Linked DNA regions of Mus musculus: region 2 is linked to region 1. Evidence: chromatin contacts called from public HiChIP or PLAC-seq data. All regions are on one chromosome and are shown on one strand. The core of a region is the stretch at or near the end of the contact, and the rest is flanking DNA. Distances in the headings are between cores, read along the strand shown. Region 1 holds the start of Agbl2 (ATP/GTP binding protein-like 2). Region 2 overlaps Nup160 (nucleoporin 160).

What was found. HiChIP or PLAC-seq counts read pairs in DNA pulled down with a chosen protein or histone mark.
Region 2: an H3K27ac HiChIP or PLAC-seq map of embryonic stem cells shows a contact between it and region 1, with 5 read pairs. The contact joins the enhancer-like site here to the promoter of Agbl2 in region 1. A contact is called at or near these places in 8 of 39 promoter capture datasets (embryonic stem cells, hematopoietic stem and progenitor cells, hippocampal neurons and 3 more), 2 of 15 datasets of contacts at CTCF or cohesin (the NIH/3T3 cell line and stem cell-derived epiblast-like cells), 46 of 484 Hi-C or Micro-C datasets (the AML12 cell line, B cells, B-cell progenitors and 33 more), 4 of 115 datasets of contacts at active chromatin or transcription factors (embryonic stem cells and regulatory T cells) and 4 of 9 other capture datasets (adipose tissue, embryonic stem cells, liver and 1 more).

The regions. Positions count from the first base shown.
Region 1 is chr2:90,781,432-90,784,008 of GRCm38.p6, reverse strand. Agbl2 (ATP/GTP binding protein-like 2) reads right to left here and starts at 1,282. Exons shown (of 18, transcript NM_178755.4): 1 at 1,249-1,282; 2 at 336-433; 3 at 1-23.
Region 2 is chr2:90,707,448-90,710,024 of GRCm38.p6, reverse strand. Nup160 (nucleoporin 160) reads right to left here. Exons shown (of 37, transcript NM_021512.2): 20 at 1,822-1,892; 21 at 1,043-1,202. Among named protein-coding and RNA genes, the nearest start is that of Gm39872, 27 kb to the left of the region's middle. Within about 2 kb of position 1,289, at least 5 of the 459 cell types and tissues checked have an H3K27ac peak or open chromatin away from gene starts, as enhancers often do. A contact at or near this core is called in embryonic stem cells, where this site is marked.

The DNA of each region.
Region 1 (2,577 bases), core at 33-2,532:
CTTAACCAAAAGCACCAAACACGCTGCATAGGATACGGGAACAAAACAAGCAAACGCCAGGCAAATAGTGAATTATTCTATTTTGGGAATCATAATCTCCAACAGGTCTGGTGGCAAACACTAGTACTCCCAGCACCAGGGAAGCAGAGGTAGGAGGAGAACTCAAGTTCAAGGGTAGTCCGGGCAACAGAGTGAGTTCCATGCCAACCGGGGCTAAAAAGCCCATCCTTCCGCCGCCCCAAATATACCTCCAGCTGGACCAGCATGCCACCACAGTGAACCTTCTGACCTTGGATTGGGTTTCTGCGAAGTTATCGGAAAAAGAGTGTACCAACCTCCGGCTTTAGTTCTGTTTCCAACGCCGGGAACATGTTACTGCCGCATAGTATGATGTAGGCGAGTTAGTAGCACCGTACCCAGCTGCAATATCTGCCTGATTTCCAAACAGCTGATTACACAGAAGTTACAAATCCCCGTAGGAAAAGTGAAAAGAAACCTAACCAACCACCACCGCCAACAAATAACACCAAATCTGCAGACCCTGCCCTTTCACACCCACAACCACTCGGGGGTTAAACTCTTGCCAAGCCGGCGTCTTACGAAAGGAGAGGATGGTGGTTGCCAGCACACACCTGAGGAGCTGGGGCGCTCTGCGTGTCCCCACGCCTGGTCCACTAGATTCACCAGGAGCCTCATTGGCCCCATGCTTAGTTTACGCTGAGAACAGATGCCCAACACCAGGACGCCGCAGAAAAGGGAAAGGAACCGGGTTGGGGGCACGCGCAGAGTCGCCTCAGAGCAGTTGAAAAGGAAAGGTCAGGGGTCGGAAGCGAGAGCCCTGGAAACGTTCAGTTCTGAGCGCCCTGCCTCGGAGTGTGGACTGCCCAGAGGCAAGCCCAAGGAAGGACAGAGCAGAAGTTTCCACCGGAGCCCGCGGGGTGACACCGCGCTGCCTGGCTACCCCTTCCCCGCAGCTGGTCCCCAGGCCGGGTGGACGCTGCAGGAGCTTCTCCATCTCTCCACTCTCACTCTTTCTGCAGAGGCCAGCCTGGAGTCCTGTCCGTCCCAAAGCTCCTTGCCCCCTGCCCTCCTCGCCCTCTGCCCCCCTCTCCCCATTCCGCCCCCCCCCCCCGGCACTCTCCTCGCCCCCCTGCACTTCCTGTCCTCTCACTCCCTTCCTGCCTGGGATCCCCTGCTTGTCCCCTGCCAGCTAGGGCGCTCCTTCGCAGGCCCAGTCCCTCAGCTCACCTGCTGGAGTTTTCTGCGAGGACCCTGGGAGCCTAGCAACCGGGAGCCAGAAGCGGAAGGAGGGCAGGACCCCGCCCTCATCTGTAAGCTGCGAGCCTTGGGATGTCAGGCAACTTGCGTTTCACATTCCAACGGTTTACTGATTCAAATTTCATCTCAAACTTTACAGACACAGTCTGGGGACTGATGAGTAGAACAGTGCCGAGGGCCTTCATATTTCTACTTTCGGTAGTTGTAAAGGTAATTTACTTTGTTCAAGGGCCTGAAGCTTCTATTCCTTTGGGGGCTGGTGAGGGTTAGAACTGTATGTAGCAAGCAGCCAAGAGTTATTTAAAAAGAGCAGATACACTAGGAGAACACGAGGTCAGTCCTAGAGAGAAGGAATCAGGTTCATTCTAGTTTACTTCATTTCTTCTCCCTTTGACAAACGTAAAATGTCCTTCCCCCATCCCTGCCTTGTCTTGATTTGGTTTAAAATAGTAATTATTCCTTTTTAAAAAAATGTGTGTGTGTGTGTGTGTGTGTGTGTTCACCTGGAGGCTAGGTTTCAGATCCCTAGGGAGCTAGTTACCTGCAGTTGTGAGCTGTTTGAATTGCTAAGTGGGTGCTGCTCAAAGAGCAAGTGCTTTTAGCCCCTGAACAACCTCACCAGCCGCCTCCCCTTCACTCTTGTTTGCATGTGCAGGATGAGCAGGGGAACATGTGTACACTTTATGGAGTCAGTTCTTCCCTTCTGCCTTTGCATGAGTTTCAAGTGCCAGGCAAACACAAACCTTCTAGACTATCTAGCCAGCCTTGTTTTTTTTTTTTTAAAGATTTATTTATTATTATATGTAAGTCAGACACTCCAGAAGAGGGAGTCAGATCTCGTTACGGATGGTTGTGAGCCACCATGTGGTTGCTGGGATTTGAACTCTGGACCTTCGGAAGAGCAGTCGGGTGCTCTTACCCACTGAGCCATCTCACCAGCCCCCCAGCCTTGATTTTTAAACATTGTTTTAATCCGTGTGCTTGTTGTGAGTGCAGGTGCCCGCCCACTGAGGTCAGAGGTCTCCCTAGAGTGGGAGACCCGATGTGGTCTTGTGGACGCTGGAAACCAAATTTGGATCATCTGGAAGAGCTTTCAGAGCTGAGCCCCACTGTTACTTGAGACTTGTTCAAGGACTTGTGTGAGTCTCCATCGACTAAATGACCCTATTGTCTAAAAGTAAAGATGTGCTATTTTAAGGGCAAACCTCAGAGCTGAAGAGATGACTCAGAGGCAAAGAGCACTGGCTGCACTTCCTGAATTCAAATCCTAGCATCCACCTGGTGCCTCACAACTATAGT
Region 2 (2,577 bases), core at 40-2,539, 74 kb after region 1:
TATATTAAGGAATTTTGCTTTTTCCCTGTCTTTGAGTGAAACTTAAAATATCCATATTAATGGGTATCAAACTCAGAAGAGTCACTGAAACAGTTTAATGAAAAACAAGTAAGAGTGGGCTGGAGAGTTGGCTCAGAGCTTAGGAATACTTGCTGCTCCTCCAGAGGACCTGGGTTCAGTCTCCAGCACCTACAGACAGGTGACCCACAATCATTTGTAACTCCAGTTCCAGAGGACCCAGTACCCTCTCTGGCATTCATGGGCACTGCAAGTTGGATGTAAACACATACACTGACAAACACCCATATACATAAAATAAAATAAAGCTAAAAACATCAAACAAACCAAAAATAAATCAAGCAAACAGGAAAAGCCCTGGGGCTTAGTCTACATTGTGTTAGTTGTGAAAACTTTAAGATTTGAGTTTGATCCTTAGAACTCAGTGAAGGGAAAAAAGAAGAGAGTCCGGTGTGATGGCCCATGCTTTCAATCATAGCACTTGACAGACAGAGGCTGGTAGATTTACATGAGTTCACGTCCATCATGGTCTACAGAGTGAGTTCAAGGCCAGCCAGGGCTACATAGTGAGACCCTGTCTCAAACAATAACAAAAAAGGGGTATCTTAAAATAAATACTGTCCTCTTTTGTTTTTGAATGTGACTCATCTGTGTATAGAATGTGTATGTAAGAAAGTGCCGTTGCCCTCAGAGGCCAGAAAAGGAAGTTGGATCCTCTGAAGATGGAGTTACTGGCATTTTAGAGCTGCACACATGGCTGCTGGGAGCTGAACTCAGGTTCTCAGGAACATGCTCTTAACCACTGAGCCATCTCTCCTCACCTCATTTTAAAAATGTTTCAATGTTCCTTCAGGGTCTTCTGATGTAGCTGATAGCTATGTGTTAACACACTTGTCTAGTTTGTGCTGCCCTGAGCTTGATCTCCAGCACCAAGAAAGAAAATAAACTTCATTACAAGGCAAGAATAAAGGCTTTATGAACAATTTAAACAAAATTGGCACCTGGCTTTCAAGCAAAAGGATACAAAAGCTGCAACAAATAACCAGTAACTGCAGTAATCATTTCAGGCCAATTCAATCCAGTTTGGCTTAGAGGGGCTTTGGGTTGAGAGAAGAGATGAGATATAATTTGTTTTCTTGCAACTTCTTGGAAGAATAACTCCATAATTGTCTGAGGGCTAGATACTTAAAAGAAACACAAGGCATCATGGGTACCATCAGTAGCAAAGCAATGAAAGCAGTCTGCAAAAGTCAGTCTATACATATGCAAATCACTCACCGGCTCACTATAGTTAAGCAATTTACATAGAAACCTTTTACAATAGTCCTTAAGATTCCACCTTCTAGCTCAAACAAATCCCCTATATAATTCTGAAGCATGAATGAGACTGCTTTAAAGACTGAGATAAGAGTATGAAAGCCACTTAGTAAAGTTAGAACTTAGTAAAATTTTAAAATGACTTGTTGAATTAATTACTGGAGTACCAAAAAACAATGGACAAAAGAGCAATGTAAGAAACACTAAACACAAGACTCTGATTCTCAGGAAGGTTTCTCTTGGTGGTTTTCTATACTCTTTCTAAGAGTGCTTATTTGTATTACACGTACACCTATGACACCCTTCATTTATGCCTGATCTGGGACTACATCTTCCCAGATGACCTGCCACAACCACAGGTCTCAGGCCACAGGTTGCTCATGGCACAAAAGCAAAGAGCAAGGCCATTCATTTCTACAACAAAGGTGACAAAAGAACAGTTAATAAATACACAATAACCCCCCAAATTAAACCCCTACTCCTTACCCAGTTTATTTGCCATTAAGGCACCAGAATCAGTTAGTTCCAGAACTGACAAATGTTGTAGATTAGACTCCCTATGAAAAAAAGGGAAAACATACTCTATGTTAAATATTATATTTCTAAATTTATTTTATATTGTTGATTTAATTACTATAGTCATATAAGAATTCCACTGAAAGCTTAAAACAGTCAGAAAACAGGATTCAGGATTTAGATTGTTGTCTACGACATTGCTCAAGGGCTGTTCAAAGTCACTTGTGTGTCAGAGCTCACTGACTACTGATAGTACTGTCAACTTTACAGAAAGTAGAATCAACCAGGAAGCAACCATTCAGGCATACTGGTGAGGAAACAGCTAGATTAAGGTTGCTCCAAAGAGCATCCAAGAGGGATTTTCTAGAGTATTAATTGACACGAGAAGACCCATCTTAACTGTGGCTGAGACCATTCCCTATGCAGGGAGTCCTGGACTATATATAACCTGGAGACAGGGAGTTGAGCATTAAGCATGCAGTCATTGTGTTCTGCTTCCTGAATGTAGGTGTGACCAGCTGCTTCAAGCTCCTACTGACACAAGGGACTATATCCTTGAACTGTGAGCTGAGACAAGCCCTTTATCTTTTGAGATGTCTTTCTCAGCGAATTTTATCAGAGCAACAAGAAACGAAATGGGAGCACACAGTAATCGAGGGACTCTTCTTTTTTCTTTGCATATAAAGTTCAGTCTACTTCTAACAACCATTTTGTGTATGTTCATAT